2 separate regions of the Rattus norvegicus genome follow, and region 2 is linked to region 1. The links are chromatin contacts, called in public Hi-C maps. All regions are on one chromosome and are shown on one strand. Each heading gives the region's core, a stretch centred on a gene start, on an enhancer-like site or on the middle of the called end of the contact. The rest is flanking DNA. Distances are from core to core; before and after follow the strand shown. Region 1 overlaps Cyp46a1 (cytochrome P450, family 46, subfamily a, polypeptide 1). Region 2 overlaps Eml1 (EMAP like 1).

What was found. A called contact is a pair of places that touch in the nucleus more often than the background predicts.
Region 2: a Hi-C map of kidney shows a contact between it and region 1, with 7 times the contacts expected there. The contact joins two enhancer-like sites. A contact is called at or near these places in 11 of 12 Hi-C or Micro-C datasets (the A7r5 cell line, the Rat2 cell line, Schwann cells and 6 more).

What each region holds. Positions count from the first base shown.
Region 1 is chr6:133,037,990-133,044,099 of GRCr8, forward strand. It overlaps Cyp46a1 (cytochrome P450, family 46, subfamily a, polypeptide 1), which reads left to right. Exons shown (of 15, transcript NM_001399701.1): 14 at 149-215; 15 at 458-1,178. The coding sequence ends at 628. Among named protein-coding and RNA genes, the nearest start is that of Cyp46a1, 29 kb to the left of the region's middle. Within about 2 kb of position 2,557, at least 37 of the 93 cell types and tissues checked have an H3K27ac peak or open chromatin away from gene starts, as enhancers often do. A contact at or near this core is called in kidney, where this site is marked.
Region 2 is chr6:133,171,681-133,177,790 of GRCr8, forward strand. Eml1 (EMAP like 1) reads left to right here. Exons shown (of 22, transcript NM_001399711.1): 4 at 2,417-2,548. Among named protein-coding and RNA genes, the nearest start is that of Evl, 64 kb to the right of the region's middle. Within about 2 kb of position 3,836, at least 4 of the 93 cell types and tissues checked have an H3K27ac peak or open chromatin away from gene starts, as enhancers often do. A contact at or near this core is called in kidney, where this site is marked.

The DNA of each region.
Region 1 (6,110 bases), core at 1,307-3,806:
ACTAACTGACACAGGTGTCTGAGGGGCAGAGCTCAGCAGTTTCCTGAGGATGGCTCTGCTCCTGGGCCTAAGCTGGTCATGTGGGGGAAGGGACAGTGGTGGGACACCCTGCTCTTTGTGCTGACCCTGAAGGGCCTCTCTCCTGCAGGCCGAGGTTTACCTACTTCCCCTTTTCCCTGGGCCACCGGTCCTGCATCGGGCAGCAGTTTGCTCAGGTAGGGGCGTGTTGCCTGGGGCCCCCAAGAAATAACTGCAGGGTGGGACCAGGCTGGTGGCCTGGGGGGGGCGGGGAATTGGGGGCTGGGGCTGAGTGTGCCAGACAGGAGAAAAGAAAGGAGAATCTGCGTCTGTGCTTCTCCACTGGCTCTCTGTGTTCTCCCTTTCCTATCCTCCTTCCTGTCTTCACTGCTTCCCCCTTCCCCCTCTCTCTCCTTCCCTCCATGTCCCTCCCCTACAGATGGAGGTGAAAGTCGTTATGGCCAAGCTGCTTCAGAGGCTCGAATTCCGGCTGGTACCTGGGCAGCGCTTTGGGCTGCAAGAGCAGGCTACGCTCAAGCCACTGGACCCTGTGCTGTGCACCCTGAGGCCCCGGGGCTGGCAGCCTGCACCCCCACCCCCACCCTGCTGAGCCCTGGGTAGGGTCAGACTCCTCGGACCAGGGCCTCATTGGCCCCCATTGCTGCCCATGGCCACCCACTGGCGCCCCTGACCCTTCTGCCACCTTCCACGATGGCTCCTGGCAGGCCCTGTCCCCTCGCCTGCTTCACACCCTCGTGCTTCCTGTCATCTGCTGGCTTTTCAGCTCTTTCTGGTGGGCCCTGCCTGACCCCCAGCTACCACCGCCACCATCCTCATCTCTCCCAAACCTCTGAACTTCTGCACTGGCCACACCCTCAAAAGAGACTCCCTAACTCCTGCTCACTCCCTAATCTCTTCAAGTGACACATCCCCCAGGAAGCCCTCCTTGCTACCCACGGCCAGGCCAAGGTCTTTCCTCTGTGCTCCTACCTCTAACACACTGACCACACTGTATTGTGAATGTCTGCTCATGTGACCAGCTGCCCTGCCAGGCTGTGAGCACCACAGGGCAGGGTCTGTGTGCACCTTGCCTCTGAGGCCCCTGCTGCAAACTAGGGTTTGGAACAGAGTCGATGCCCAATAAATGTGTGTTGACTGCATGAACGTACGGCCGCCCAGGCCACAACCCTTCCCTTTCTCCTGGGTGCAGGGTGGGATGACGAGGTTGATCCCTGGGGTCTGGTAAAGCTCTAGAAGCTGCGTCCTTCAGAGGGTCCGAGAGAAGCCAGACAGGCTGTAGCAGAAACCAGTTTCCTATACTGGTAGGGCAGGGTGCTGTGTGCCTCAGGTAGCAGGAGGGGTCCTGGAATTGAGATGTGAGAGGGGTGTGTGTGTGTGTGTGTGTGTGTGTGTGTGTGTTAACTGCCTCACACCCGCCCTCACCTGTGGGCACTGTGTTGCACATAATGACCTAGTCAGAGGAGGCATTGGTGGCTCTGGGGTCAGGGGAATATCAGACCCTAAAGTAGAGGGAGCCCTGGGAGCCATGTGCTCTGGGGCCAGTCCAGGAGGCATGGTCCCAGCTCCTCCTTCCCCAATGGGAGCCTGAGTCAAAAACAAACTTCTCTTCCTCAGCCTGGCTGCTTCTCCGCACCAGGGGAGGTGTAGAGCTGTGAAGACCGTCAGTATACGTTATCTCCCTGGGTCTTGAGCAGTCTCGAAACTTCCTAAGGAATGGATGAAGTCAAAGCTCAGGGAAGGAGGTGATCTGCTCTGTACAGCTGGGGCCTGAGGTGCAGCTGGGAACAGGGGAGCATGTGCCCGGGTTCCTGACCTGTTCCTGCCCCAGCCCGGCTGTCTTGTACAAGTACTTTGGTCACAGCTTCTGGGCAGGAGCTTGGGGATGCCTCTGGAGCTGCAGGCCTGGTTCCTGTTGTACTCCCTCCTGTCTCTCTCTGGTGCACTAGCCAGGCTTGGCCTGCGTTTTACAGGCAGAGCCACCCTTGACTTGTCAGTGCCCCTAGCAGCCCTAGGATACTGTCTCTCATGTTGTCCTGAGCTCTGCCCTGCTCTGACCCCCTAAGGCACCTCTGAAGCCATCTGTCCTATTCACGACAGCCCCACTTTCTGTCATGGCTGGGCCTGACCCCACAGGAGAGCTCCCTCTCCACACCCACCCAGAAGGACGGAGGGTCATTGTGCTTCTGCGCTGTAAGGGCACAACCTGGCCTCTGGAGGAGTGGCTCTTTTCAGAAATGTTCAATTGCCCATGTTAGCATTCTCTGGCTTGGACTGGTAATGGCTGAGTCTTCACTTCCTCCCTGCCTCAAATCCTCTCAGGGGACAGGAAATGGAAAAGTCACGGTCACGATGGAATCAGGACTCACTCATGGACCTTCGTACCTGGTGGCCTCTCACTGCAGGCCCGAGTCAGAGCTCTGGGCTGGAACCTAAAGGATGGAGAGAGAGGACAGGAGGACCCTTGGCCAGCTCCTGGAGGGGTTGGTGCCCTGCCTAGACCTCCTGAACCACTCCCTGCAAGGGGCGGGGCTCTCAGTCCAGCAGAAGTCAAATCCTGACCTCAGCTATCACCGGCTTTGCAGCTTGAAGTTCAGTTTCCTCATTCAAAAGGGAGGGCAGATAACAGGACTCACTCCTCTGGGCCGGTGGAGCGGTTAGGTGTGATCATGAGTGGGGTGGAGCGTGGCACAGTGCCCGGGAATCCCTTCCTGCCCGCCGTTATTAACGTCTTTATTGCTTGCTCCTTGTAGGGAAAGGCAAGCTTAGGAAAGACCTGCAGTCCCCAGAGGAACCACATGGGGCCACCCTGGAGCAGCTCTGGAACGGCCTGCTCACCCACTGTGCCGGGATACCCTGCACCTTCCACACCCTGCTGGGTGCCTGGGTTTTGGAGACAGCACCTCAGGCTCTTGCTGGCCATCAACCTGACCCTCGGTCTTTGATACCTTTCCTAGAGATTGACCTGAACTGTGGGATGCTAGGAAGGGGAAAACCTTATATCCAGAGCCAGGTGGACCACAGACCACAGATGGGAATTGCTGGTCAGAAATGCACGAAGCAGAGAAGGCTGGGTCCAGGCTATCTCATACTACCTGTGATGCCCTCCCCACGGACTCTGGAGGATTGCTGTCTCACTGCCTGCCTCGAGGCAATGGTGACCTTTTCTGACAATGTCCTTCCTTGTAAACTTGGACACAAGAATGTGGGGAGGACATGAGGTCTGAATCTTCACTCTCCCCTGGCAGGAAGCTTCCAGTATTCATGGCCTTGGGTAGCCGGTTTATATCCTTCCTTCTCCCAGACTTGAGACCCTTTAATTGTGGGTCACTCCAACTCCCAAGCAGACAGAGCGGTTGCCTCTGCAGGAGGCATGCTGGGAATTCTCGCTGTCAGGGGTAAGGTGTGGGTTCCGATCCTTCAAGGGTGGAGCCCAAAAAGAGATTGAGGATTCCACGGAATGCTGACCACTTGGAAGCGCCCATCTTGCTGTGTTCAGGTCCTAGCTGTTGCAAGAGAGCTGGGCATGGGTCAGAGTCAGGGAGAGCTGCAACAGGAGCATTATGTCCTCCCAAGTGGCTAGCCAGGTTCCAGGGTCTAATCTGGGTGGGATGGGGTGGGTGGGAGTCTGAGGACCCATCTCTGCTTTTACTCCCTCCTCAGTCCATGGCTGGGGTTAGCCCAAGAGTAGTGTCTGTGGCCAAGACCTCTGCTGGTCCTGGGACCAGGGCAAGGACCTGTCTCTGTGTGAGAGACCCCAGGCAGGGCATTAGTAGAGGTAGCCTTGGAGGATGGGAACCCACACCTTACCTCTGACAGCGAGAATTCCCAGCATGGCTCCTACAGAGATAGCCCCTCTGTCTGCTTGGGAGCTGGAGTGACTCGCTTAAGAGTCCATCTGTCACATGCATCTTATAGGCAAAGAGGAGACTATGGAACATAGAGAGGCTCTCAAGAGGCAGCCACCGACATTGGCATGTCTGGGTTCAGCTCCCCTGGGACGTGCATGAGGCCCCAGTTCTATAGATAAATCTTTTTTTTTTTTTTTTTTTTGGTTCTTTTTTTCAGAGCTGGGGACCGAACCCAGGGCCTTGCGCTTCCTAGGTAAGCGCTCTACCACTGAGCTAAATCCCCCAGCCCCTAGATAAATCTTAAGGGGGCTTTCCCTGTCACAGGGCCCAGGGCAGTGTGGGGCCTCAATGCCCAGGAGCCTTGTCCAGACAGGAAGCCTTTCTATGAGCCTCTTCCTGTCTTCACCACAAGGTAGAGTTACTAGGGCCCTGCACCAGATGTGAGAGCTTTGACCTGAGGAGCCACAGGTTGCCTCTCCTCCCACCAGGGACACTGGAGCAGCCGGACTGGCCTGTTTGGTCTCTCTCCTGGCCTGGAGCCTGGAGGCGGCTCAGGGAGTGTTTTCCTTGTACCTGGAGTTGGACCAGGGGGGCTGGGTGTACAGAATTAATTTCCAGAGCTGTGCTGGAATACACAGGTCTCTCTCTGTGTGTGTGTGTGTGTGTGTGTGTGTGTGTGTGTGTATGTGTATGTGTGTGTATATGTGTGTGTGTGTGTGATTGCATGTGCCTGTGTATTTCCCAAGTGCATATGCTCTCTGTGATTAAGTAAGAGTCGTGTGTGTGTGTGTATGTGTGTGTGTGTATGTGTGTGTGTGTATATGTGTGTGCATATATATATGTGTGTGTGTGTGTGATTGCATGTGCCTGTGTATTTCCCAAGTGCATATGCTCTCTGTGATTAAGTAAGAGTCGTGTGTGTGTGTGTATGTGTGTGTGTGTATGTGTGTGTGTGTATATGTGTGTGCATATATATATGTGTGTGTGTGTGTGATTGCATGTGCCTGTGTATTTCCCAAGTGCATATGCTCTCTGTGATTAAGTAAGAGTCGTGTGTGTGTGTGTATGTGTGTGTGTTTCTGTGTGTGTGTATATTGTGTGCATATATATGTGTGTGTGTGTGTGTGATTGCATGTGCCTGTGTATTTCCCAAGTGCATATGCTCTCTGTGATTAAGTAAGAGTCGTGTGTGTGTGTGTATGTGTGTGAGTTTCTGTGTGTGTGTGTGTATATTGTGTGCATATATATGTGTGTGTGTGTGTGATTGCATGTGCCTGTGTATTTCCCAAGTGCATATGCTCTCTGTGACTAAGAGTCATGTGTGTGTATGTGTGTGTGTGTATGTGTGTGTATATATGTGTGTGTGTGTGTGATTGCATGTGCCTGTGTATTTCCCAAGTGCATATGCTCTCTGTGATTAAGTAAGAGTCGTGTGTGTGTGTGTTTCTCTGTGTGTGTGTATATGTGTGTATATATGTGTGTGTGTGTGTGTGTGTGATTGCATGTGCCTGTGTATTTCCCAAGTGCATATGCTCTCTGTGACTAAGTAAGAGTCGTGTGAGTGTGTGTGTATGTGTGTGTGTCCCATACATGAATCTGTATGTGTGTAAGCCCCGTGAGTACACATTTGTGTTTGCTTCCATCTCTCGGTATCTTTGTATGTTCCCATAGTCTCCTCTTTGCATATAAGATGCATGTGAGTCTCCCCGTACATCTGTGTGTGTGTGTGTGTGTGTGTGTGTGTGTCTCAGGCTGTGTGGAGCTGGGTGTGTCTGACCTTATCCTATCTGGAGGAGATGACTGAATCAGAGGTGTGGAACACGTGATAATCACTGCCTGGGCTAGGCCTTAGGCAGGCAGCCTTCCTTCTATGCTCAGCCCACAGACAGAGGCCAGGCCTCCTCCACAAGCTGCCTGCACAGGAAATTCTGCTCGGTGCAGACATGGGCCAGTTTTTAGTTTGTACCCACTGAAGTGCCGGGGCCTAGGCTGTATATTCTTCCACCCAAGATCAAGGGAGAAGCGTGCCTCTAGAAAGGAGACCCGGACTCCCAAGGCCTGGGCAGGCTAGATGAGCGATGGGAATGTGAGTGTCAGAGAGGGAGGGAGGAGAGGAAGTTCATGCTACCCAGACTCCAGGCTCAGGGCTGGGCTGCACTTACGTCCAGTAAATGTGTGACCTTTATACCCCTATTCTCTTTCAAAGGCCTTGACTCGATGACA
Region 2 (6,110 bases), core at 2,586-5,085, 130 kb after region 1:
TAACTGCCAAGCTCCGTGTGTCCAATCAGACTGGCCCCTCTTCCCCTGTACCCTCAGCGGATGCCTCTTCCCTTCTCACAGATAAGCGAGTGTGAGGTCAGAGCAACCCAGCTCCACTTGTAGCAGGAGCAGAGGCTGCGGCTTCATTGTATCCATTTGTTTCCTCTGTGTGAAGCTTAGTGCGCTAAGACTCCAAGGTTGAACTACGAGGAAGGTGAGAGGCTCTCAGGGAAGCCTGCCACAGTGGTGTGCTTGTCTAGGTGGGCGTCGCCCACTTTACCACAGTACCATAAGTCTGTTGACTGACAAGCCACAGAAGAGGAAGTGGTTGCTCATGGTTTGTGAGTGAGAGAGTTCATCATGCACTAGATTCTGTGAGGTGCTCTTTGGCGGGGCAGCCTGGTGCCTTCTCACCCTGTGCTGATACGGTGGTCAGAGATGGATGAGAAGGCTCTCTTGAGCACGTTTTAGGGAGGAACCAACTTTTTTCATCAGGGCTCTCCCTACCCTCTCGACCTAGTTTCCTCCTGAAGGACCACATCTCTAGTTCTGTGGCACAGAGGGTCGGAGTTTTTCAGTGGGTGAATTTGGAGGATGGAAACATTGGATGCTCTGGAAGGGGACATTCAGTTTTCACTGTCCCCTGGTTCTTTGTTGTGTCTATGGGATTCCCGTGTGTGTGTGTGTGTGTGTGTGTGTGTGTGTGTGTGTGTGGTGTGTGGTGTGTGTGTGTGGGGTGTGGTGTGTGTGTGTGTGTGTGGTGTGTGTCTGTGTGTGTGTCTCTGTGTGTACATATATATATATATATATATATATATATATGCATATCTATTTTTCCAGACAGGGTTTCTCTATGCAACAGCCCTGACAGTCCTGGAACTCACTTTGTTGACCAGGGTAACCTTGAACTCACAAAGATCCTCCTGCCTTTGCCTCCCGAGTGCGGTGTTTAAAGGTGTGTGTCACCATGCCTGGCTGGGATTCCCATATGCTGATTGCTGTCTCCTAGAGCATACCTTCAACTGTGGGTGACACCCATGTGTGATTGTCAGGTACTAAAGAAGAGTAAAAGATTAAAAGGCTTGGTTGGTTTTCTGAACAACCAGTAGCCAAAAATTAACCCAGGACCAAGTGCATGATCGAGAGGTTTCTGGCCGTGCGCATCCATGTTGCCTTGTGTGACTTCATTGCAGCCTTGGCTCTGAGCACACAGAGCGCACGTCCACTATGCACACCATCACGACTGCCGTGTGGAGAACTTTGCATGAGGCGCCCCCACCCAGATTCAAGGCTGTTGTATGTCGTGTGCGGTGACGTTTCACTCTGTAAGGAAGCTTCCTGCGCCTGTAGATGCAGAGTGACTGTAGCAGCCTTTTCTCTCTGTCCTCCCTCAGCATGGAAGTCCCTAAGAACGCGCCTTTGCCGTCTACCGTGCTAGAATGTGCGAGCCTTTAAAATGGCTGTTTGGAGCTGGAGAGACACATCAGTGGCTATGAACACCTGCTGCTCTTGAAGAGTTCGGTCCCCAGTACTCACATTGGGTGGCTTACGACATCCTGAACTCCAGCATCAGGAGGTGCAATGCCTTCTTCTGGCCTCCAGTGGCCACTACACAAATATAGATGCACGCGTGCATGCGTGCGCGCGCGCGCACGCACACACACACACACATACAGAGTGTGTACATATACATAATTATAAACAAAAATAATACTTAAACTGCTGTTTGAGTTACAGCCTTAAATATTGCAAATTGCTAAATGGATTTTGATTCATTATGTGTCTTGGAGCTGAGTGCTTCCGGGGGCTCAGCCTGTAAATGAGCCTGTCACCTGTGACAGAAGCTTCTGCCACAACCTGTGGCAGCCCATCGGCGTTTGTCCCTGGCGTGGTCCTGGTATGAGTTCTCCTGAGCTGTACTGGTGTTGCCTTGGTTGTCCCTGTTGAGGGATGCCCTGAGCGCTGCAGGGCAGTCAGAAGCTTCTCTGGCCTCCACTCCCGCACAGCAGCAGCAGCCCCTGAGTTGTGACCAGAGATGCCTCCACACATTGCTAAATGTCTCCTGAGGAGCAACATAAGCCCTGACTAAAAGCCACTGATCTAGACTAAAGCGCCCTCTAATGGCAGGTTCCCAAGCTCCTGAGTCGTCCTACAGTATATCGGGGGGTCTTTGGCCCAGGTGACCCTATGACGCTATGAGGGCATGATGCCGTGACTCTGAGCTGTGTCTCTTGCCTTTCCCATACCGGCGTGCAGAGGTGTGGACTCCTGGTGACCCTTGGGGATCCCTCTGTTTTAAATGTGACTCGGCAGTGTGGTAGTCCAAGTGTGTGCCCCCATGTGCCCTCAGTACACACAGCACTGAAGGACTGTCCGCTATGGAAGCTCCGCTCTCACATGCCTGCCCTTCCTGCAGCATCAACAGGACCAGCTCTTCCGAACGAGTGTCTCCAGGCGGCCGGAGGGAGAGCTCCGGGGACTCCAAAGGAAGCCGGAACCGCACCGGCTCTACCAGCAGCTCGTCCAGCGGCAAGAAGAACAGTGAGAGGTAAGGAGGCCCTGCTTACCTCTTCCATTATTACCCATGGGACAGCTCAGAAGACCCCTCTTGACAAGTCAAGCCTACTACGTCTGAGCGCCAGGCCTTCTGAGACTGCATTGGTGGGGGTGGGGTAGCTGGCAGTCGCAGGTTGCCTCCTGGAAACTATAACCTAGACGTCCAGCCTCCAGTGACTGAGATGATGATGGTGGTGGTGATGATGGTAGTAAAGGAATGTCTAAGAAATTAGCCCAGGAAGTGGATCTGAATTTCCAGGCACGATACCGCCTATCTCCGATAGACCTTCCCGAGTTAATCTTGAAATTACCTTTGCTGGAGTGTTTAAAGCTTGTAGCAATATTCTCTAAGACGGACAGGTTGAAAGCTGCACTTTTGTGCTCACGCAGGGCTGTTTTTAATCGTGAGCCAACGGCAGAAATACGAACCATTTTCCGTTTAGGTTTCCTGTCCTGTCCTTTACTCCTAACCTGGAAGTTTGTATGAGTTTGTATAGCGGATTATGATAAATGTGTGAATCACACACTAACATTTTACTCACAAAAACTACTTTTGGGCATTTTAACAGCCTGTTTTAAGAACGTGTTGGGCCAGCGAGGTTCCTATGCCCTTTCGCCTAGCATGGCCTTGTTCTCGCCTGGCTCCGGTTTTAACTTTTCCGTTCTGAGGAGTCCAGGAAGGAGCCTCAGCTTCAGAGGTTAGGCTTGCTTCCTTTGAGATGTTCATGTAAGGAGATGGCCTAGTCAGAACATGGTTGGTTCCAAACCACAGTCTGCAAAGATTCCAAGTTTGAAACTTTGTGGGGACGCAGTCTTGTAAGGGCTGCTTAAACTCTGTGTCAGCCTTAGCTCTGAAAGGGATCTTTATAAAGGAAGAAGGGGGTGGGGAGAAGGAGGAGAAGGAGAAGGTGGAAGAAGAGGAGGAGGAGGAGGACGAGGAGGAAGAGGAGAAGAGATAAAAGGTTGGAGAGATGACCCAGCAGTTAGGACCACTGGCTGTTCTTCCAGAGGACCTGGGTTCGATTCCCGGAGCCCATGTGGCAGCTCACAACAGCCTGTAACTCCAGTTCCAGAGCACTGCACATACACAGGCAAAACATCATCCATACACATAAAGTAAAACACTTTTTAAAATATCCTGACAGCTCTTTATATCGTTTGGTAAGTTGAGTCCACCATCCACTGACAATTTCAGAAGCCCTGGACTCATCTTCTTCCCAGACTATTAGTGCTTCTTAGGGGAAGATTATGCTAATCTTATGCTAATGAGGTGGTAAGATCCTGGCAATGAGGCCAGGTGGCCACAGAGGCAGCCAAGCGTGCCCGCCCCAGGACTGCTCTGAGTGGAATTCAGCCTGAGGTTGGTGCTGACCTGAAATGTCTATGTTCTGGCAAGTCTTATGAACATCTGATTTTTATCAGGAATTTCCAGAAAGAATCCACACCACGTAAAGTTCAGATCTGTCTTATCCTTTAAATCCCATGGTTTTGCTTAGTGTACTCGGTAAATATTTCCATAGAAGATATTTACAAAGGGGTTTTTTAGAAATGCCATGGGAAGGAATTTTGATCTGGAAACGAGAGAATGGGAGTGCTTGCAAATCGTTTTCTAAAAATAACCCTGGCCACTGTAAATGTCCGCTTGGAGCCAAACCCTCCATCCCATTGAAACCAAGAGACCACCCCAGCCATCCGGTCACCAGCGGGTTCAGAGAGAACACTTGGGTTAACGATGCTACTGGCGGATACTTTGGGGCACCTATTGGGAGAGTCAGAGGAGTCAAGCTGGCAATGTGGGCATTGCCTGGCCCAGATCTCCACACCATCATTCCTTTCCCCATGTGAACAACCCCAGAGGCTTATTCGTGAGCTCTCGGGTGCTAGGCTAACGCAGAGAAAGGCTTAGGGACCCCACATGTCGCCCATGCCCCCAGCCCGGTGGATTCTTCCATCACTAACCATGGTGAAGGGTGAAGACAGGCTGGTTCCTCCTCTCACTGGGGCTGTGAGCTCCAGGGAGTCACCTTAGGCAGCTCCCTCCCATGTGCAGAGATGTGTTTCCTCATTTCCCATGTAGGCAGTGAGACACATAACGGGAAATATGTGCAAAGATCAAAGATCGGAATGTCTTCACGTTTGAGAGCCCTGGCTTTTCCTCGGTGATTCTGAGACTTTTGTGCCTCATTCTTTTGGCTCCTAGGGAGATAACTGGGAAGAAAACACTCGGTGGCACGCTTGGTGCTCAATAAATGGTCATCTGTGCCGGGGGTGGCAGTGCACAAGAAAATAATGCATGAGGCGTTCCGAAATCCTCAGCCATTTCTTCCGTGTGTTAAGAGAAGGTGATTGACGGCTTCTGGTGACTTCTGAAGTGCCTGCTCTTTTCTTTGGTTTGCCAGTGCCTTAGTCAGGGTTTCTATTCCTGCACAAACATAATGACCAAGAAGCAAGCTGGGGAGGAAAGGGTTTATTCAGCTTACACTTCTACACTGCTGTTCATCAGAAAGTCAGGACTGGAACTCAAGCAGGTCAGGAAGCTGACCTGATGCAGAGGCATGGAGGGATGTGTCTTACTGGCTTGCTCCTCCTGACTTGCTCAGCTTGCTCTCTTATAGAACCTAGGAATAAAAGCCCAGGGATGGCGCCACCCACAATGGGCTGGGTCCTCCCCCCTTGACCACTAATTGAGAAAATGCCTTAAGCTGGGTCTATGGAGGCATTTCCTCAACTGAGGCTCCTTTCTCTATGATAACTCCAGCTTGTCTTCACACACAAAACCAGCCCATACAGCCAGGTTTAATTACATTTGTATGAATGACCCAGGCCATTGAGTACAACCCAGATTTTGACAAAATCTAAATTCCGGAACAGATGGTCCACACCATGATCCTCCCAGCGCCCGGCCAAGCACCTGTAGCAGTACACTGACTGCAGGAGCATGAGTTCTGGCTGGAGTCATTTTGATAGGTGCACTGATGTCATGCAAAGGACCTGGGCTCCACCCTCATCTGTGGACTCAGACGTCATCCATCAGTAGCCATAATGCTCAGTGTGTCACACCCCGTGTACAAACAGGCTATGTGAAAGAATGTCACACCAGCATCCGCATTCCTCAGCAACAGTGAGAGCATCTAGAAGACAATTCTGTAGGCTTAATGCAGTTCCTCACGCTCAAGAAGAAAATAAGTGTTTGTCAAGTCCTGAGCGTTCCCCGAGTGTAGTCACTTCCCGGAAAACAGTGTGTGCTCCTCTCTTGATTAGAACTGTGTCTTTATTAAGCGGTCCATTTCTTTGCGCCCTGTCCCATTTTCTTTAGAACTGATCGGTGGAGTTGAGAGTGTTTCCCATGGCTCGGTACAATGTTCACCTTCTATCTTTGACTGTTTAACATTTAAAACTCCTTTGCCTCTAAGCAGCCTCGGGACTTTAACAGCATTTAATCTCTCTGCTGACAACGCTTCCATTAGAGATAAAAGCAATGTAGGGCAATGTAATATTTTACTTTATGCAATATTCATGGCAAATGAATATTAATGATTACATAATGAGTCTTG